Linked DNA regions of Mus musculus: all the other regions are linked to region 6. A link is a contact called in public HiChIP or PLAC-seq and promoter capture Hi-C data. All regions are on one chromosome and are shown on one strand. The core of a region is the stretch at or near the end of the contact, and the rest is flanking DNA. Distances in the headings are between cores, read along the strand shown.

Region 1 (3,473 bases), core at 669-3,168, 880 kb before region 6:
GATTCTATTTTTTTTAAGGTAATTATTTAATAGCACTGATCAGAAAGCAGGTGAAATCCATCAAAGGAACAAACAAAAAATGTTATTACATAATAACAGTTATCAAGCGAAAGAATGTGGGTCCAGAGTGCTAGCCAATGTTCCCATCATTCTCAAAAACACCCTTACTCAGAGAATAGAAACAAATGGGGTAAAACCTATGTCTTCAATAGTCAATATTCAGCTTCATCAATGAGATGAAATGCTTGTAATTCAATTACAGGCTCAAAAGGGTGAGGTGTTTCATGTTGTTGGTTTGGGTTAAGTGTTTTCAGACAGGGTCTCAATATGTAGTCCTGATTGGCCTGTATCTCAGCGATCTACCTGCCTCAACTTCTCAAGTGCTGGGATTAAAGATGTGTGACACCATGGCAGCTTCAAAAGTGTGAGATTTTAGACGCCTCAACCAATGACAATCTGACAGTGTGTGTGTGTGTGTGTGTGTGTGTGTGTGTGTGTGTGTGTGTGTGTGTGTGTGTACTAATTACCTGCCTACCACCCACTTACCAACTACCTAAGAGCAGATCGTTCTACTGAGATGACTTCCTCCAGTTACAATCAAGTCTTTTCTTGGTCTCCATGCTATAGGCAGTTCACCTGCATCATCAAAGTTCCCTTGTGCTGCTCCTCAGGGTCTACTTCACCCTTTGGTGCTCTGGGCCCTGAAGGGCAGACCTTGTAGGCCATAACTGGCAGCTTGATGATCCCCTTACACCTGTCTTTGGCTTTACTTTAGAAAGTCAGGCAAGGGTATTTCATATGCTCTTCTTCTTTTGGTCCCTTCTTCAGCCCCACCCCCCATCATGCCATTCTTTGTCACATAACCCTCCTCAACCCCCAAACCCCCTTCCCAGAAGGGCCTGGAGGTGGGTCTGTTCCTGTGTTGGAACTCTGTTGCATCCAGAAGCCCCACTATATTGCCTTCATGGTTAGATTCTGGATTTTGTGCTATGCTCATCTAATTTTACCATCAAATATACTTCTTTCAGGCATTACCTTCATGGCTCTCCAGATACGTTCCTGTTCGTTGTTTAGTTGTTTGTTTTTGACAAATGCTATATTCTCATTGCTGAGTTTCCTGCTTTACTGGAAGACACAGGAAAAACACAGAAAATGTGCTTCCACTATAATCCTACCCCCACATATACATGACACTCAGTAAAGCATGTTTCTTTGGTTTTTTTTTTCCCTTAAAGAAATAAAATTGCAATTTTTAGATGAAACATAGGTACCGGATTAGCTTTAGTAATTTAAAATAGAGCAGCAACAACAGAGGAACCAACTCTTAAGTATCAACAGATGGGACTACTTGAGAATAGACAGGTTCCGTACAGCAGAAGAAACAATCAGTAGAGCAAACGGTCAGCCTAACGAATGGGAGAAGACCTTTACTAACTACCTTTAAGCAAGGAAATAAATACCTAGAATTCACAAGGAACTGCAGAAATGAAATGCCAATGAAATAAGACTACCATCAACAAATAGGCAGATGAGCTAAATAAACACTTATAGAAAGAAACAGAAGTAGCCAATTACTATTTTAAAAGTGTTAAACATCCCGAGCCCTTGGAAGAATACAAATTGGAACTACTTTGACAAAGCACCTCACCCCAGTCAGAGTGGCTATCATCAATGGGTCTGACAAGAGACTGAGAGGATGTGGAGAGAAAGAAGCCCTTATTCACTGTTGTTGGGGACTAAATACAGCCATTGTGGAAGTCAGCTTTGAGATTTCTCAAAAAATTAAAAATAGAACTACCATATGGTTCATTTATTTTGCTTCTGGGCATTTTTCCAGAGAACTCTATACACCACCACTGAGATATTTACACACCACAGTTATTGATTCACCGCGGCAAGGAACTGGAATCAACCTAGTTGTCCACCAACACATGAATGGAGAGTGAAAATTTGGTCTATGTGGTTGGACTGATGGTTCAGTAGTTAGAGCTTTGTTGTTCTTGTGGAGGACCGTGGGCCAATCCCTAGCACCCATATGGAGCCTGACAACCTCCTGACTGACACATAACTCTAGTTTTAGGGGATCCCAAGCCCTCTTCTGACCTTCATGTGTACCAAGCCCTCAAAGGACGCAAAGACGTACCTACAAGCAAAAATTCATATATATAAAATAAAATCAATCTTAAAAAAGAAAATCTGTAGTGTGTGTGCACACACACATACATATACATACACACACATGAATGCTATTTAGCTCTAAGGAAATATAAAAGGACAAAATTTTCAGGAAAAAGGATTAAATATTAGGGAATGAAGAAAGATTGAATGTAGGTATAAATGAGTGATGAAAGAGGATATAAAATTAATCGTTTTTTCTAGCTCTAATGCTGTCACGGATTTTCCATTTTGGTGATGGATAAATGTATAAAAATACACTGGATTCTGAAAATATAAAAACACAATATGAATCTCTATAGATTCCCTTTCAAGTGGCTACTTTAACTATATAGAAGTTCACTGAGATATATAGCTTAGGGGGGTCTGGCTAATTTTGGTGTGTGATTTCTTTCCTCAAAACGGTGTGGCTATGCTTGTGCCTATAACCCCAGCACTGTGGTGGTCAGAGACAGGAGGATCACTGAGGTTCGCTGGCTGCCAGCCTGGCTCCAGATTCAGTGATAAACCTTGCCTTAAGAGAATAAGGTGGTGCCGGGCGTGGTGGCACATGTGCATGCCTTTAATCCCAGCACTTGGGAGGCAGAGGCAGGCGGATTTCTGAGTTCAAGGTCAGCCTGGTCTACAGAGTGAGTTCCAGGACAGCCAGGGCTATATAGAGAAACCCTGTCTCAAAAAGCCAGAGAGAGAGAGAGAGAGAGAGAGAGAGAGAGAGAGAGAGAGAGAGAGAGAGAGAGAGAGAGAGAGAATAAGGTGGAGAGTGACAGAGCAGAACACTTGATCTTTATTGGCCTCTACATGGGCACAGGCACCCACCTACATGCACAACCACACACATATAAATAAAAATAAGAAACAAAATGGTAAAAATAATGCTTTCGAAATTATAAAAGTTACATGCACCCGCCACATCTAGAGAAACACTGTAAGGATACACAAAGTAGAGAGGTGAAGGAGCTGACACACCCAGTTCTCACACCCTGTTCTCTGGTCTATTCCCCACTGCCTTGCCCTTTGAATGTTAACAGCCTGGCCAATTCTTCTTTACACCTTTCTCTCTGACATTCAAGTCTGTGCAAAAAACACATATTTATGTATGGGAAGAAGACATGTTCATTTTTACAAGAAACAGAGCATTCTATATATTATATTGCAGCTTGTTAGAAATCTATATTAATACTTTAGACAGTTTCATAGTATTACAGAGGAAAAAATGTGTTGCAATTTATTTAAACATGTCTTCGCTCATGAATGTTCAGTTTTTTTTTTTCCCTAGATGTTGCAGAAGTATTAAAAAA
Region 2 (3,326 bases), core at 23-2,522, 720 kb before region 6:
TGTATTCCAGGCAGCCTTTAGAGGAGCTGGTAGGTTCAGACCCAGAGCTGCTACTCACCTACATCTTGAGGCACTTTCTTTTAAAACATTTTTGTTTTGCCCAGAAACTACTTGACCAGCATACAGAAGGGACACCCTGCACTCTGTGCTTTTAGAGGACCAATCTCACTGCTCCCAAATCCTAAAAAATCCACCCAAGGTCAGGTAAGGATTAGTAGCCTCCTAGGACACACTGTGTGCTCTCAGCAGCCTCACACTCCCCTGAGTCCAGAGGGCTAGCTCTAAAGTGCAGAGTATGGGTAAGCGTGGGCACAAAGAAACAATTCTGACGCCATCTGATTTCCAAATTGAGGACAGCTTCTTGAAGCTCCCAGGGGCTAGTGAAGCTCTATTCAATGGGGGTGTAGTGTCCTTATCAGATTAAAAAAACAAAAACAAAAAACAAAACCAAAACGTTTATTGAGTTTGTTCTTTGCCAATTTCATGCACGTGTACTGTGCATTCTGATTATTGTACCCTCTCCTTATCAAATTTTAAAGAGTGAATGGGTTCTCTAAAGAAGAGCTACCCACGGGGTTACAAACTTTGTTATGGATGAGCAGTCACCCTCAGTCTCTCCTTGCTGCATGAAAAAGGAACACCCATTATGGGTGGTGAGGTGGTGAGTGGTCAGCGCCCTGCTCCAGATGGGCACTCCCACCCAAATATGAAACCAATACTTACTCTCTCTCTCTCTCTCTCTCTCTCTCTCTCTCTCTCTCTCTCTCTCTCTCTCTCTCTCTCTCACACACACACACACACACACTCTCACACACACACACACACACACACACACACACATGCACCGTGCAAAGTGGACAAATCTAGAGGGTTTGTGCCCAATTTGGGGGCACTGAATCTAAGCAACTGGCCTTTGTGTAAGAGCCATCTTCCCGTCGCCGCGGGGCGCGCGTCTCCACCGAATGTGCGGTGCCGTGCGGTGCGGGGGAGGTTCCACGGCTCCGGCCCGGGTCCCTAGCTCTGCCCCACACCCGCCCGGCGCGCGCCGCGCTGCGCTGTCCGCGGAGTCCGTGGCTGCCGCGCACTTGGCTGGGGCGAGAGGAGAGAGGGGTGGGCGGGCTGCTCGCCTGGCATTGGCGCTCTGCAGTGCAGTCAAGTGTTAGCCCAGCTCCCTATATGGTCGGGGATTAGCTCGGCGCTGCTGAGGCTGAGCGAGGAGCAGGAGGAGGAGGACGGAGGAGGAGGAGGAGGAGGAGGAGGAGGAGGAGGAGAAAGAGCAGCGGCAGAGCAGCAGTCAGCGCACGCCGCTGCCTAGGGGAAACAGAGGCGCCCGAGGCTGGGGCGCAGCGCACGCCCTGGGAGCCATGGCCGAAGCGGGAGAAGGAGGCGAGGATGAGATCCAGTTCCTGAGGACTGTGAGTCTCGGCGGCCGGGCGAGGCGGCGGGCAGGTGGGGAGGAGCGCGGCGCGGTGAGGAGGGGCTGCGCTGCGCCGCGGTGCGGGGCGCGTTCTCCGCACTCGCAGGCTGCAGAGGCGGACCAGCCACCTCTCCGCGGTGAGGGGCTGAGTGGAAAGGGGCCCCTTCTTCAGCCTTTCCCCCTCATTCCGTGCTGCCACCTCACACTCTCAGGTCTCCCACCCGGGACTGCTCGCTCTCCGGGCAACTCGCTACTTGGTCTGAAACCCTTGATGCTCAAACTTCAAGCTGAGCTTGGCTTGTGATTCCTCCGACCCAGAAGATCAGAGGTGTTCCACAACCGGCCTCCTGTCACCTCCACACCTTGCCGGGTCCCTCATTCGAGCTGCCTTTGGGCTCTAGGGGACAGTCAAGAAAGGAGCCAATGGGGCAGGGGCGAGAGTGGGGATCCCGGTCTGGAAACCGGGCGCCTGCTTTTGGTGGCAATGTAGGGACTGATCAGAAGGGAATTCATCCAGTACTGTCCGTCTCCCTTCTCTTTAAATCTCTATTCAGCAACTGCTGCTAAACCTTACTTGACTCACCCGCGGGTGTGTGAGAGCTACTGTTTGTGCTCCAGGCTCCCAAGAACCCTGCAGAATGGGGAAATCCCGGTCTGTGGCTCCGCGTCATCAGGTCCCCTTCTTGGCGCTGGATGGAGGGCAATGCTCCATCCCAGATTTGGGGAACGGGGCAAAGTCCAGCGCTGCTATGCCTGTCTTCCCCTTCGGGAGTTAACAACTCAAGGTGGTCGACCACCTTGAAGGACAGGGGGCAGCAGGTTGCTTCCTAGGGCTGATTTCAGCCACCTGACCTTGAACAATTCATATAATCTTCTCTACGTAGCCTCAGTTTCCTCTCGTGTAAAATGGAGGCAAATGTAACTAGCATTTCATGAAAGATAATTAAATGAAATAGTGAATTCCATAATATTTTGCAACTGACAAATGCTTTATAAGTGCTAGGTGACGAGGTAGGTAGGTCTGGAGAATTAGAATGAAAATCTTACCTTGCACTGTCCTTTTTAAGAGCGCCCTGCTTCTTTCTGTCCTGGTCATAGAGGACGACAACTTTGCTCTGTCCATCTTTTGGAACGTTCCCTCTTGCTTTGCAGTTTCCTTCTAATAATTTTCAGACCCATCCTTACTTCCATTGTCTCTTCTTCAAACACAGTTCCTTGGTCAAGGCTCAGTCTTGGGTCTTGTTTGACGGACAGAGAAGACCAACCATTCTCCTAATACGTCCGAGAGGCCAGAAGCTCGTCTACTTTGTCCTGGTTCATCTTTACACTGTACACAGCCCACCCACTGTCTCAGGGCCCGGCAAACTACCTGTTCTTCCCAGAGCCCCGTGGGACCCTTTTGCTTTTCCTCCAACAGGTGTCCTCAATAGTGAATGACTAACAGCACAGGTGCTTCTGGATTTGTGCCCTCTTCAGCCATGTTGTTTGTTTGTTTGTTTATTATTAAAAGTCTAGGCACAGATAATTGAGGAAATTTTCTTTGGGCAGCTTGAGGCAGCTTGAAGATGAGACTCAAGGAGTTAAGGTTAGAGATCCGAAGCCTGACCTCAAGTCTTCATTTCATGTAGGCTGCTTGTCTTAGCTTCGGTAGCCATCTTCCCAGCCTTCTCTGTACTGGGCAGTGTTGTTGTAGTTGAGAACACCTGTAGCCAAGGCTTAAAATGGCAGTGGTTGTTTAACTTTGTCTCACCAGTTTTCTGGAGATCAGAGTAAATGGAACTCTTTTTAAAGCCAATCTAGAGACTCTGTGGGGCTCAAGCACCCTGATCAATAGTTCATTTGCAGAGGGCTGAGTATCTGCACAGCTCAGAAGGAGAGCTGAGGTCACCAGGGAGTGACTCCCAGGTAT
Region 3 (3,423 bases), core at 242-2,741, 940 kb before region 6:
AAAGAGAGAAACTTTGTTGTGCCACAGGGACAACTACGGTAGAAGGCATGGAATCTGTGGAGAAACTACTTCAAAGTTGCTTCTGGTAAAAGTTACCAAGATGGTCTGGAATGTAATGAACAAGGTCGGCCTCATGCAGCATCTTTCTTCTCTTCCTTCCCTGGCAGCAATGCCAGACAGCTCTTTGCCACTACAACCAGGTATCTGCTTGATTCTTATATTAATTGTCTAAGCATATACAATCATGGAGCTCATTAGGATATTTTCATACATGTGCATCACTGTTTTTTATTTATATCTGTCTCTTTCAACTCATAATCTCCTGCTCCCCAGGAGAGCCCCCTCCCCCTACACTTCTGCTTTGTATGACATTGAGAGCTAGATTTAACATTTTGGAAAAACTCTAGTTTCTGCATGTGAGAGAAAAACTTGGAATACTTGCCATTTCTTTTCCTCATTCTCTAGTTATCTTGAAAAATAGTTCAACTTCAAAACTCTAACTCTCCCACGGCTAGGGAAGATGAAGACATACCTAAAACAAAATGAAGATGGGTATGTGGTGGCATGCACCAATAATCCCAGCGCTTGAGAGGTGGAGCCAAAAGAAAGTTTGAGAGAAGCCTGGGCTACTCAGTGAGTTCAAAGCCAGCCTGGGTTGCATACAGAGTTCCTGTCTCAAATAAAAAACCAAGTACTGGGAAGGATGCTTGCTTGTTTAGTGGGCAAGACTCTAGATTCAATCTCCAACAAAACAAAACAGGGACGGGGAAGGGGAAGGAGGAAAGGAGGAAAAGGCAAATAGATAAGAAAAGCATTCACCAAGGCAGAAGGTAAAGACAGCCAATGTTTCTGGATGCCACTGAGGTCCTATGTAAGCATTATACACAATGGGCTCTTTAAATAATTTTTCGTATGCCTAAATTTGCCCCACAAAGCTATGAGAAAAGTATTATTTAGATTATCTCTGTTCAGTGCAAGTTGTACAATAAAGGAAATATTCTATCTCTTGCCCTCTGAAACAGTCAATAGTGGTTCCATTCCTGTAGTCTCTATGCACCTAAAACATGGCCAGTGACGAAGAAATGAAGTGCTTAATATGATTTCATTAGAATTCATTTAACAGACCCATCTGCTAAGCAAACACTTTACTGGCCACTGCTATTGATGTTATAGGGCATTTAAAAGAAATTAGGTCAAGTCTGCGATTAGACACCCAAGAAATGGCAAGGCCAGGTTTTGTACTGGATCCATCTAATTATAAGTGTTTCCTATTTCATAGTGTTTTTAAATCGCTATAGTGTAGAAGCTTTCTTTTCTGTTGAAACACTGAAAGGGAGGCAGAGGAGATCACTTAAAAAAAAAAAACTTCTGTTTTCATGCCTTCAGTTTGGTAATTTGATGCTGCTCTGTGTTTCACTCTGTACTGGCTACTGTTTTGTTCCCTTCACACTGCTGGAGTCATCTGAGAAGAGGAACTTGGCAGTGGTTTGAATGAGAATGGCCCCCATAAGCTCACAGATTCATTGCTTGGTCACCAGAGAGTGATACTGTGTGAAGGGATTAGGAGGTACGGCCTTGTTGGAGAAGGTTTGGCCTTGTTGGAGGAAGTGTGTCACTGGGGTGGGCCCGAGCCCAGACCCAGTGGTTCCCTCTCTTCCTGTTACCTGTGGATCCCCATGTAGAATTCCCATCTCCTTCTATAGTACCAGGCCCGCTTACAAGCTGCCACCATGCTGATAATAATCTAATCTGTCAAATTGTAAACAGGCCCCAGTTAAATGCTTTCCTTTAAAAGAGTTGCCATGGTTATGTATCTCTTGACAGCAACAGTAACTCCAACTAAGACAAACCTCAATTAAAACAGAAAAAAATAAAGCCTCTATCAGATGCCCTGTGGCAAGCCTATGGTATATATTCTTGATTAATGATTGATGAGGGAGGACCCCGTCCACTGTGGGTTTCATTACACCTGGGCAGGTAGAACAAGCAAATAAGTAGCATCCTTCCATGGTCTCTACTTAAGTTTCTGCCTGCAGGTTCCTGCCTTGAGTTTCTGCCCTGAATTCCCTCTGTGGTAGACTATGATTGAGCTGTGGAAGCCAAAATACAAACCCGTTTCTCCCCAAGCTGCTTTTGGTCATGGTATTTTATCAAGGAAACTAAGACGCTTTTAGTAACTAAACAATGAGTGTCCAGCTGGGTAGAAGGACTAGAGTAATCCAGACTAATGCCAGGCTTTACTATGATTAACGGAGGCTAAACTCCCAACAGTTACTAAACGTTCCAGCTGCCATCCTTACATACAACTGAGAGTCGGCACAGCTACAGGAAAAGGCTCAGGAAATTCATAATCTAAAACTAACAGCAGAAATCACGTTCACTGGCCCAGACAGTGCTGGCCCCAGTGTATAACGCTGATCAAACTACTGCCTGATAATATATTCTTCCTGTCCCTAGGTTTTGTAATGGATCTGAAATGCCTTGGCTCACGAGTCTCTTGGTCCCTTATGAAGCAGTGCTCAGAGGGGTTTAGGGAGCTGAGCAGATCCAGAGGGTTCTAACTTCATCAATGGATTAATCTACTCAAAGGTTCATAGTGCGATGGGCCATTCGACAGTGGTGAGAACATAAGAGTTGGGGCCTAGATGGAGGAAGTGGGTCACTAGGCCATGCCTCAGGACATTTTGCTCCTTCCTGTACTGGCTAGTTTTATGCCAACTTGATGAAAGCCAGAATCATCCGAGAGGAGGGAGCCTCAACTGAGAAAATATCTCTGTAAGATGGGGCTGTAGGCAAGCTGCAAGCTATAGGGTATTTTCTTTATTAGTGGTTAATGGAGAAGACCTAGCCCATTGCGCGTTATCCCATCCCTGAGCTGGTGGTCCTGGATTCTATAAGAAAGTAGACCGAGCAAGCCACGGGGAGCAAGCCTTTAAGCAGCACCGCTCCATGGCCTCTGCATCAGCTCCTGCCTCCAGGTTCCTCCCCTTCTAGAGTTCCTACCCTCACTGCTTTTGATGATGAACTGTTCTATGGAACTGCGAATGAGACAGACCCTTTCCTCCCCAAGTTGCCATGGGTCATGCTGTTTTACCACATTAGTGACCCTGGCTAAGACTCTGCCTACATGTCTCTATGCCTACCTCCCTCTCTGACTAATGTGGGAAGTTGAACAGCCTGACTTGGCCATGTATTCCCTGACATAACAGTCTACCTTATCACATACCTAAAGTAATGGAGCAAGCTGATCCCCCAACTCACATCTCAGAAACCTTAGTGGACGATACGTTTGATTTATGTCAGTGATCTTAACGGAAACCTGCTGAGCACAGTATCTAAATCTCAGCCCCACTTCCCCCAGCCTAGGAAGACCTTTGGTGTGTTTGTTACTACAAGGGCACACTCACGATTTTCTAAATTGGA
Region 4 (3,289 bases), core at 412-2,911, 900 kb before region 6:
TTAAGCCCAAGCTTACTATGCATACACTGGTGCAATTTCCCAAAAGCACTCTTGAAAGGTTTAGTGATAATACATAGAAAGCTCCAGCAGATGGCAGGCTGTGTATAAGTGTCAACTCACATCATTTGGTTAAAATAATTTTGTCTTAAAATCTTATCTTGAAGACGGGTGCCACTGGGAAGGAAGATAGACTCCTCACGAACCATAAGCACTGACTAGGGCAACACAAGTGAAGAGTTACCCAGAGGAAGCATCCAGCCGTGTTTACAAATTGTAATGTCCGGGGTTCAAATATGCAATTCTCAAAATTTGATATCTCAACTGCTGCTTTAAAGGGTGAGTTTTGTATGGTGACCGCTTTGTAGAATCATCCACCATTTGAGTGCTGAAGGCTTCCATACCTCCACACAGAGTTATTTAGTCGCAGATTCATTAATATTAGATGCTTAACTGCCTAACTCCCGAGCAGGGGAAGTGACTTATTTACATAGCCTGTAGGGAAAAAAAAATGCCAAATTGCTTTCTAAACTATCTCTTTTATGGACTCCTTTTTTGTGGTTGAAAGGGATTTTCTTTTAAAAGTCACTAAGTTGAGGCTGCAGTTGCTCAGTGAGATGATGGTAGCGATGTGGACCTTGTAATATAGTTGTGAAAATCTGATGAGATTCAGTGGATGAAAGGGCTCTGCCAGTGACAAAATACTGGGTGAACGAACGTGACACTTAAATAGCCTGCTTCCCACTGCAGGTACCACAGCTGTTGGCTTCAAGGGTTACCCTGGGTCATGTGGAGGCGTCTTCCCATGAGACATGGTTTGTTACTAAGCATCATGTGAGGACACGCGGGAAGTTCTTTTAGATTTCAGAGGAAGAGATAGGCAATAACCAAGGGCACATGATTGTACAGAAAGTGGGATTCCAAGCCTTCATGGACAGGAAAGCGCTAAGCAGACAGGAATCAGAAGAGAATGGTGGACTGGCAATTCAGGAGAACAGGATGCAGTGCAGAAAGGAGAGGAGCCCGGGGCCGAGTGTTTGTGCAGGAAATAGATGTAAGACGGAACTTGGAAAGGAAGGTCAGTGTAGATAGATGAAAAAGACAGGCCATCCTTGTCCACTCTCCATATTACCTCCAAACTTACTGACCAAGTTCCACTGATTTAGTTGAGTGGCCTTAATATTTCTACGTATCCTTCAATAGACCAGGGAGAAAAGGGATGAAGAATTGAGAAACAGGCAGGAAAGAGGAAGCTGTAAAGCTTGGCAACGTGCCCAGAGTGGAACCGACTCAGCCGACAGGAAGAGGAGGCAATAAAAGAGCAGTGTAGGCTGCAGGCAGGTTGGAGCAGAAACCAGGGAAAGAGGGCAGGGAGAGACAAATTACTGTAACAGCTAAATTGCAGGGCCATGAAACTTGAAGGATTCTGGATCCCACTTCCTGGTGAGTCTTCTGGCTTTGAAACCTTGGGAAGGAAAACTGATACTCATAAATAACTACGGCAGGAAAACTGCATACTGGAAGGAGTGTTCGTGTTGATTAAAGGCAAGGGGGTTTCTTGACAAAGAAAGAACTGTGGCTGGCTGGAGCTGCCGAGAATTTGCAAGATGCTATCATGGCTATATGTGGGAGTTAGAGAAAACTACAAGGCAAATGCTGCAGGAAGCCATGAGCACCTGCTGTTATCCAGGCACTGTGTTGGGAGTCTGCTGCTATCCAGGCACTGTGTTGGCAGTCAGAGAGGGGAAAAATGAGACAGGGTCTGGTGGACAATAGCAAGGAGGGGTTTTACATCTTATATCCAACAGAGAAGATAAGGCCAGACCTGCTTCCTTCAGGACCTTTTTCTCAAAAAAGATCAAATCATTATCCAACCACAGATTTCCTTTCCCATTAGTTTTCAGAAGCCATGTTTAATACTACCCAGATTCAGCACGTACCTTAAGGACCTGCAACAAACTAGAGTCTGTCTACACAGAACATCTGTTTCACTGCAGTGTCAAGAAATGGATCAAGAATCCACCTGCCTCTGCCTCCCAAGTGCTGGGATTAAAGGCGTGCACCACCAGAGGCAGGCAGATTTCTGAGTTCAAGGCCAGCCTGGTCTACAGAGTGAGTTCCAGGACAGAGTGAGAAACCCTGTCTCGAAAAACCAAAAAGAAAAAAAAAAAAAAAAAGAAAAGAAAAGGAAAGAAATGGATCAGGACAACAATGGAGCAGGAGGCTGAAGAAATAGCTCAGTTAGTTAGGCGCTTACTGTGCAAGCATTAGACCCTAGATTCAGTCCCTAGAACCACATAGGAATGGCAGCAGTATGCACTTGTAACCTTCATGCTGGGGAACCCCTGGGGCTCTCTGACCATCTAATCTACTTAGGCACTGCAGGCCAAAACATAGACTCTCTCAAGAAACAATGTAGGTAGCAGCAGAAGGTAACATCCACCTCCCTCGCAGACATGCATGCATGCATATGTTCACTATTAATTAAATGAAATCCAAGAACATCTTTCTTCATGAAGTAAAAGCTAAATGAAAAACTTAAAAGAAAAACAAACCAAGGCTTCCAGTGTATTAAAGGGACTTGACCAAAGTTAACCTACAATACAAATATTCTCAAATCACACCCAGCGCCATTCCAACTGAAGTTCCTTCCTGAGATAATAAAACCTCCTCTTTTAGCGATGCTAAATATGACATTTCATTCCATGTAAGTCTAAAGAACTCGTATCAGTACAAGAGAGAGGGGCCTGTAAGGACATGCCTGTGTTTCTGAGGGAGCTCATAGCCTTGGTCACTCAGCAGACAGGCAGGGGTGGGGAGGGAATGGTGAGGAGGAAGAGTAGGAAAAGTCGAGAAAAGAGAATGAATGGGACCGGAAGGGAGGGAAGAAGGAGGGCAAGAGAGACAGAGTCAGATGCACAGGATAAGAAAGCACGCAGATAATAGTAGAAGGCCCGGATCATCAAGAGACAGAGAGAAAGGCCAGTTAGGGTAGAGGAGAAGCAGGGATAAATTAAGAGAAAGAGGAAACAGGAGAGGGTGCAAGAGAAATGGCATGGGGAAGCAGAAAATAAGCAACGTATCCTTCATAAAAGAAGGAGGAAGAGAAAGAGTAGGAAAAGGAGGGAAGGAGGAGGGAGAGGAGGAGGAGAATTGTAATAAGAAAAACAAAAGCAATGCCACAATTCCTAACAAGACACCAATCAACTTATGTTTGCCCATGGCTACTGGTTCTGACTCTGGTCTGCTGATTCCCAAAGGATCGCCACAATTCACTGGCTGTCCATTCATT
Region 5 (3,268 bases), core at 576-3,075, 810 kb before region 6:
GTGCTCTGCAGCCAGTCTATCTAACCAGCATAGAAGGATGCAGTATGTCTGAGTATATCTCATGCAGAAGGATGGAATATGTCTGAGAGAAGAGCTAGATGCATAGAGGAAATATTAAGAATCATGTGACAGATGGAAGACGACTCAGATATTAAAAACAATGTCTTCATAAAATTCGCAGGCAAATGGATGGAACTTGGAAATGTCATCCTGAGTGAAGTAACCCAGTCACAAAAGAATGCACACGGTATGTACTCACTGATAAGTGGATATTAGCCCAAAAGTTTGGAATATCTAAGATTCAATTCACAGACCATATGAAGCCTAAGAAGAAGGGAGACCAAAATGTGGATGCTTCAGTGCTTCTTAGAAGGGTGAACAAAATACTCACAGGAGGAAACATGGAGACAAAGTGTGGAGCAGAGACCGAAGGAAATGCCATCTAGAGACTGCCTCACCTGGAGACCCATTCCTATATACAGCCACCAAACCTTGACGCTATTGTGGATGCTGGGAAGTGCTTGCTGATATGGATGTCTCCTGAGAGGCTCTGCCAGCGCCTGACAAATACAGAGGCGGATGCTTGCAACCAACCATTGGACTGAGCACGGGGTCCCCGATGTAGGAGAAGGGATTGAAGGAGCTGAGGGGGTTTGCAGCCCCATGGAGGGAGCAACAGTGTCAACAGGCCAGAGCCCTGAGCTCTGGGGACTGGACCACCAACCAAAGAGTACACATGGAGGCACCCGTGGCGTTGGCTGCATATATGGCGGAGAATGGCCTTGTTGGCATCAGTGGGAGGAGAGGTCTTTGTGCCCTAGTGGCTTTGATGCCCCAGTGTAGGGGAATGCCAGGGTGGGAAGATGGTAGGGGGTGGGGGAGTATCCTCACAGAGGCAAGGGAAGGGGGGGATGTGATAGAGGGTTCCCAAAGGGGAGCCTGGAAAGGGGAAAATTTTGAGATATAAAGAAAATATCTAATAAAAAAAAGCAGAAAACAAACACAACAAAACAAACAAACATGTGACAAGGGATGCATGTGTCAGGGAATCCTCTGATTGCACTTTCTGATCAGCTGTGGCCATATCTTTCATCTCCACATAATATAAATGTAGCCTTAGAATCTCGGTCATGTTTACTATCACTGAGATGAAGCACATGAGCAAAGCAGTGGGAGAGAAGGGTTGATTTCACTCACAGCTCCGTTCAATAGCTCATCCTTGAGAGCAGTGAGGGGAGGGACTTAAGCAGCACAGGAACCTGGAGGCGGGAGTTCCTGTACAGGCCATGGAGGCAGGAGTTCCTGTACAGGCCATGGAGGAATGCTGCTTACTGGCTTGCTTCCCACGGCTTGCCCAGTCCGCCTTCTTATACAACCCAGGGCCACCAGCCCAGGGATGGCCCCACCCACAGTGCCTGTGCCCACCCACATTACTAATTAAGAAAATGCCCTACAGGCTTGCCTGCAGTCCAACCTTATGCGGCATTTTCCCAATGATGGCTCCTTCCTTGCTGATGACTGGGTCCTGTGTCAAACTGACATAGTATTAGTCTGCAGAGTCCCAAATGCTGAAGCTTCAGCATAAAAAGCCTCAGGCATGGGTCCTGCCCTGAAAGGGACCTGGAGTAACACAGATTTCTACAGATAGACTTGTATGAATGAGTTATGGGCAGGGAATCCTCGGGAGAGCCTCCCAGCTCTGTGCCTGCCGAATCCCTATGGATCACTCCCTCTTGGCGTCTAGACAGTGCCTTCACCGCATCCAGTACTTTATTATAGTGTTACCTTCTCAGTGAACACTGTGACCGCTCCTTCTCAGTTCCCACCCCCGACTGCCTCATTATCTGCTTGCCAACTACGATGTGGGCCCAATTCAGTCTGTCTTTTCAGTACTATAAATCTAATATCAAGAATATTGACTAGACCAACGAAATTATTCTATACATTTCTTTTAGAGTGATTGGTTGAATGAGCAAATTCAGACCAATTTGAATTATTAGAACACCGAGAATTATCCACGAATGACATCTAATTGATCTTCCCTACTAAAACGTGCTAGTTGGATGAAACCAGCGGAAGTGCTTTATTTGATTTGGCCACAAGAGGGTACTGTTGATCAGTTTTAAAATTTTTTGCGGGCGCCACACTCAGAGCTTATTCATATTTTCGACTTTCTTAGACCCCAGAAAAGAAACCTGAGATACATCTGCAGCCAAAACATAGTGTGCTGCCTCTGCTCCAATGTTCTTGAACAAAACTGTTAACGTCTGTAGCAAGGACGAGCTCTAAAAGAGAAAACTTCCCCAGAAATCAAGAACATGTGGAATATACAAAAAAATATAATAAAAAAAGGCTACTATGCTGTCACAGCTTCTGTGAATACAGAGATGCCACCGGCTGGACAGGTGACCTTTGTTTCCACCGTGTCCCTCCCTCCTTTCTGTCCTATCAGCTCTTTGTCAGTACTCCTGAAAGTAAACGCTTTTATAATGTGAGATCCCAGCCTCACAGTTGCAGTTGTATCCCTGGAGGCAGCAGGCTGGAAAAGAAGCCATTTGCTCTTTTACTAAGTACTTTATCCTCAGTATCCCTGTAATGAGGGGCTGTGTGATGCCTGGTGAGGAATAAGGAGGACCTCTGTGTCAAGGTCACAGCACTTAGGACTACAGGAAATCCAGGGAAGGTTCTTGGAGCTTTGGGTAGAGAGTGGGAAAGGCTGTCTCCAGTTGGGAGGAATTAAAAGGTAGCATTCAATGATAATCAATTCTATTTGCTTAGCTATATCTAAAGCTTTTTATTTGGTTGTATCTAGAACTATTATCTGAATTTTATACTTTTATTAACACTTGAATTTAAATTTTTTATCACTTAAAAATGAGTAATTACAACAAGCTGGAGTAGCCATTTTGATATCGAATAAAATCAACTTCCAACCCAAAGTTATCAAAAAAGACAAGGAGGGACACTTCATACTCATCAAAGGCAAAATCCTCCAAGAGGAACTCTCAATTCTGAATATCTATGCCCCAAATGCAAGGGCAGCCACATTCATTAAAGACACCTTAGTAAAGCTCAAAGCACACATTGCACCTCACACAATAATTGTGAGAGACTTCAACACACCACTTTCATCAATAGACAGATCGTGGAAACAGAAACTAAACAGGGACACAGGGAAACTAACAGAAGTTATGAAACAAATGGACTTAACAGCTATCTACAGAACATTTTATCCTAAAACAAAAGGATATACCTTCTTCTCAGCACC
Region 6 (3,048 bases), core at 340-2,839:
GCCTCTGCCTCCCAAGTGCTGGGATCAAAGATGTGCGCCACCACTGCCCCGCAGAAAAAACATTTGCATTCTTGTGTTTATTTTTATTTACATGAATGTAGGGGGGGTGCATATACCGAGAGTGTGGGTGCCTTACAGAGGATTAAGAGCAGTTTGCTACTGTTCTGGAAAACATAACTGCCTTTAACGTGGGCTCAAAGGATCTGATGCCTTCTGGCCTCTGCTGGCACTACACTTATGTACACACACACACACACAGAGAGAGAGAGAGAGAGAGAGAGAGAGAGAGAGAGAGAGAGAGAGAGAGAGAGAAAGAGAGGAAGAGAGGAAGAGGAGAGAGAGACGGGTCCACGGGCGCAGAAAAACTAATATACTTCTTTAACAAAAACAAAAAATAGATATAAACAAATTCTTGTATTTTGCGAAATTAACAATTGCATTAAGGATAATAACACACTGCAGTAAAGGTGACTGTCCTGATAATTTGCTTATCACACTCAGTAAGCTCATGGTTCATACCACACATCTTTAGAAGGAATGGTTTCAGGGCTTCTTAGTTCCCAAGTAAGTTACTTTGGAGGAGTACATATCTAGAAGTTGTTTCCATTTGCAGTCTAATCATCCAGAGGGAAAGCAAAGGACGTAGACTGTGTGGAATCCTGCAGCTGGACAGTGGTCCCTACACAGCTGGAACGCTGTTGACTGCTTTCAGAGCACTGCACTAATCCTGATTTAGAGCACCAATGTGCCCAACATATAAGATATGAGTACAGAAAGGCCTTGGGAAGGTCGGTCAGTTTCTCCTCATTTAATCTTTAGGTACCCAGAATAGTCTCGGCGAGACTAAATACGAATCTGAAGAGTGGGAAAGATCTTAGAGGTCACCAATCCAAACCAAAATGAAGACATAATCTTCCCCCCATGTCCTTCCATCCAGGTATGGGTGACCACAGACACTGTTACCTAGGCAATGTGGGATGGGATAAAGGAAACGGAGGGCAGAGTAAACACTTCTGTGTAAATCTGTATTCTGGTAGACTTCGCTCCGCAGGAAGTCACTTCTGGGATAGCACGCCAGGCTGTAGCCCGGACACCAGGCGCCGCCGTTAGTCTCCATCAGACCATGGGACTCTGGCACCAGCAAAACGCGGAGGCCGGTCGCTTAGTCCTTCGGCCACAAGCAGCCAGGGGCTGAGCGTGCACGGTACACGTGCATGTCCCCTCTCCCTCCCCCCCCCCCCCGCGCGCCCTCCCGGCTCCATCCCGCGCAGGCGCTGTGCCTCGCGCTCCCCACACGCCGGCTAGCGGCCGCAGCAACCCGCGCTCCTTACCCGAGTGCTGGCTCCGCCGCCCCGGCCTCCAGGCTCCCAGCGGCCGCCTCGCAGGCCGCCACCTCCTCGGCCTCGGCGGAAGCCCCGGCCTCGGCCCCGCCGGCCGCCTCCGTCCCCGCAGCCTCCTCTCGCCAGCGCCGTCGCTGCCCCGACCGGCTCTCGGTCCCCTCCGGGCCGCTCCCGGCCTCCCCGCCGCCCGCGGCCGCCCCTAGCCCCGCGCTCAGCCTGCATGAGGCCGCCGGCGAGCAGAACGCGCGAGCCGCCGCGGAGAGCGCAGGCCCCACCGGAAGCAGCCGAGCGCCGGCCGTGGTGATCGGGGCGCGGGGCCCGGCCGGGGCGGGGACCACGAAGTGATCTGTAATAAAAGGACGCCATAAAGTCACTTTGTGTGATAGTTCTTAATTCATATGAGTGTTTGCATGACACAAAACCTAAGGTGTCCGATGAGTTTTTTAGTTAACCTGATTTAAAGAAGATAAGTCATTTTAAAGTCAGGATTTAGGAAGGGTTGAGGGTGAGTCCCAAGTCACAGGTCTGGACAGCGGCTCAAGTGGGTGGAGGGTCCGGTAGGGAAGGGGAAAGATGCTTGAAAATCTTGAAGAGAACTTGTAAACGTCGTTGCTGTAACTCACATTGAGCGCTTGATTCTCATAGGTACTTGCCCTTATTTTGCAATGAGGCAACAGTCCTAGAGAGCTTAACTCCCCTAGCAGGACTTGGTTAGACAGGGTCCAAAGACAAGGGTAGCGGGAAAGTTAGTTATAGAAAGACAAGAGAGAGCTGGGAACGTAGCTCAGTTGGAGAATGCTAAAATCGTCTTTGGCGTGAGAAAGAAAGAAAGAAAGAGAGAGAGAGAGAGAGAGAGAGAGAGAGAGAGAGAGAGAGAGAGAGAAAGAAACAACAGAAGCCGAGGTTAACAGAAGCCGAGGTTAATTTTGTCTTAAGGAAGCTACCTGAAAACAATGAAAGCAAGCCCAGCCATGGTGGTGCAGGCCTTTTAATCCCAGCACTGGAGAGCCAGGGGTAGGCCCATCTCAGAGTTCACAGCCAGTCTGCTTTACAGAGTGCAGGTCAGAGTTACAGGACTGCAAGGGCTACACAGTGACCCTGTCTCAAAAAAATAAAAATAAAGTAAAAGTAAAAGTAATTAATTAATAATAATAAAAGCAAAGGGATGGAATCAGCCTACCAAAAGAAATGTCACTTTCATCGCGTCTTAGGCCCCTTCCTTATAGCCATATATCACTTCTAATTGTGTACAGAATTATATACCAGTAGCACTATGTTCCGAATTGAAAAGACAGATTGGCCCCACCCTAAAGTCCTCAATTCACGTGGAAGATAATTATATAAACAAATGATTCTGCTCCAGTGAGCTGAATGCTGTGAGCAACTCAAGATCAAAGCTGGAAGTTGGCTTTTCTTAAGTAAACCCCCAAGGTACAGCCTGATGACTGAACTGGAGTTGACCCAGCTAACAGGTGGCAGGGAGTGGGGGAACCTATGTGATGAGAGAACCCCTGGAGGTTTGTCAGCTTAAGATAAAATGTCTTTTAAAATGGTTATCCCAGCTGGGCAGTGGTGGCCCACGCCTTTAATCCCAGCACTTGGCAGGGCAGAGGCAGGTAGATTTCTGAGTTCGAGGCCAGCCTGGTCTACAAAGTGAGTTCCAGTACAGCCAGGGAACCCCTGTCTCAAGGAAAAAAAAAAAAAAAAG

What was found. Promoter capture Hi-C pulls out the DNA fragments that hold promoters and counts their contacts. HiChIP or PLAC-seq counts read pairs in DNA pulled down with a chosen protein or histone mark.
Region 1: a FOXA1 HiChIP or PLAC-seq map of pancreatic cancer cells shows a contact between it and region 6. The contact joins the enhancer-like site here to the promoter of Aven in region 6. A contact is called at or near these places in 4 of 39 promoter capture datasets (the 3T3-L1 cell line, cranial neural crest and hippocampal neurons) and 5 of 115 datasets of contacts at active chromatin or transcription factors (the NIH/3T3 cell line, astrocytes, embryonic forebrain and 2 more).
Region 2: a promoter capture Hi-C map of embryonic stem cells shows a contact between it and region 6, with 4 times the contacts expected there. The contact joins the promoter of Ryr3 here to the promoter of Aven in region 6. A contact is called at or near these places in 8 of 39 promoter capture datasets (3T3-L1-derived adipocytes, cranial neural crest, embryonic stem cells and 5 more), 2 of 484 Hi-C or Micro-C datasets (cortical neurons and embryonic stem cells) and 6 of 115 datasets of contacts at active chromatin or transcription factors (embryonic hindbrain, embryonic stem cells, forebrain and 2 more).
Region 3: an H3K4me3 HiChIP or PLAC-seq map of bone marrow-derived macrophages shows a contact between it and region 6, with 9 times the contacts expected there. The contact joins the enhancer-like site here to the promoter of Aven in region 6. A contact is called at or near these places in 7 of 39 promoter capture datasets (the 3T3-L1 cell line, the C10 cell line, cranial neural crest and 4 more), 8 of 484 Hi-C or Micro-C datasets (the AML12 cell line, cardiomyocytes, cortical neurons and 4 more), 9 of 115 datasets of contacts at active chromatin or transcription factors (the NIH/3T3 cell line, astrocytes, bone marrow-derived macrophages and 4 more) and 1 of 9 other capture datasets (embryonic stem cells).
Region 4: a promoter capture Hi-C map of hippocampal neurons shows a contact between it and region 6, with 2.7 times the contacts expected there. The contact joins the enhancer-like site here to the promoter of Aven in region 6. A contact is called at or near these places in 6 of 39 promoter capture datasets (the 3T3-L1 cell line, the C10 cell line, cranial neural crest and 2 more), 1 of 484 Hi-C or Micro-C datasets (ventral hippocampal neurons) and 3 of 115 datasets of contacts at active chromatin or transcription factors (bone marrow-derived macrophages, craniofacial prominence and forebrain).
Region 5: a contact with region 6 is called in a promoter capture Hi-C map of hippocampal neurons, with 23 times the contacts expected there. The contact joins the enhancer-like site here to the promoter of Aven in region 6. A contact is called at or near these places in 17 of 39 promoter capture datasets (the 3T3-L1 cell line, 3T3-L1-derived adipocytes, the C10 cell line and 11 more), 2 of 15 datasets of contacts at CTCF or cohesin (pro-B cells and stem cell-derived epiblast-like cells), 27 of 484 Hi-C or Micro-C datasets (the AML12 cell line, the Ba/F3 cell line, the C2C12 cell line and 16 more) and 7 of 115 datasets of contacts at active chromatin or transcription factors (astrocytes, embryonic stem cells, forebrain and 2 more).

The regions. Positions count from the first base shown.
Region 1 is chr2:113,370,091-113,373,563 of GRCm38.p6, reverse strand. All of the region lies in intron 2 of Fmn1 (formin 1), which reads right to left. Among named protein-coding and RNA genes, the nearest start is that of Gm13963, 20 kb to the left of the region's middle. Within about 2 kb of position 1,918, at least 4 of the 459 cell types and tissues checked have an H3K27ac peak or open chromatin away from gene starts, as enhancers often do. A contact at or near this core is called in pancreatic cancer cells, where this site is marked.
Region 2 is chr2:113,215,029-113,218,354 of GRCm38.p6, reverse strand. It overlaps Ryr3 (ryanodine receptor 3), which reads left to right and starts at 1,272. Exons shown (of 104, transcript NM_001319156.1): 1 at 1,272-1,415. The coding sequence starts at 1,365.
Region 3 is chr2:113,432,044-113,435,466 of GRCm38.p6, reverse strand. All of the region lies in intron 3 of Fmn1 (formin 1), which reads right to left. Among named protein-coding and RNA genes, the nearest start is that of Gm13963, 42 kb to the right of the region's middle. Within about 2 kb of position 1,491, at least 8 of the 459 cell types and tissues checked have an H3K27ac peak or open chromatin away from gene starts, as enhancers often do. A contact at or near this core is called in bone marrow-derived macrophages, where this site is marked.
Region 4 is chr2:113,395,868-113,399,156 of GRCm38.p6, reverse strand. All of the region lies in intron 2 of Fmn1 (formin 1), which reads right to left. Among named protein-coding and RNA genes, the nearest start is that of Gm13963, 5.8 kb to the right of the region's middle. Within about 2 kb of position 1,661, at least 71 of the 459 cell types and tissues checked have an H3K27ac peak or open chromatin away from gene starts, as enhancers often do. A contact at or near this core is called in bone marrow-derived macrophages, hippocampal neurons and trophoblast stem cells, where this site is marked.
Region 5 is chr2:113,301,423-113,304,690 of GRCm38.p6, reverse strand. No RefSeq gene overlaps it. Among named protein-coding and RNA genes, the nearest start is that of Tmco5b, 17 kb to the right of the region's middle. Within about 2 kb of position 1,825, at least 13 of the 459 cell types and tissues checked have an H3K27ac peak or open chromatin away from gene starts, as enhancers often do. A contact at or near this core is called in the N1E-115 cell line, forebrain and hippocampal neurons, where this site is marked.
Region 6 is chr2:112,491,505-112,494,552 of GRCm38.p6, reverse strand. Aven (apoptosis, caspase activation inhibitor) reads right to left here and starts at 1,589. Exons shown (of 6, transcript NM_028844.3): 1 at 1,332-1,589. The coding sequence starts at 1,562. It also overlaps a transcript of Chrm5 not described here.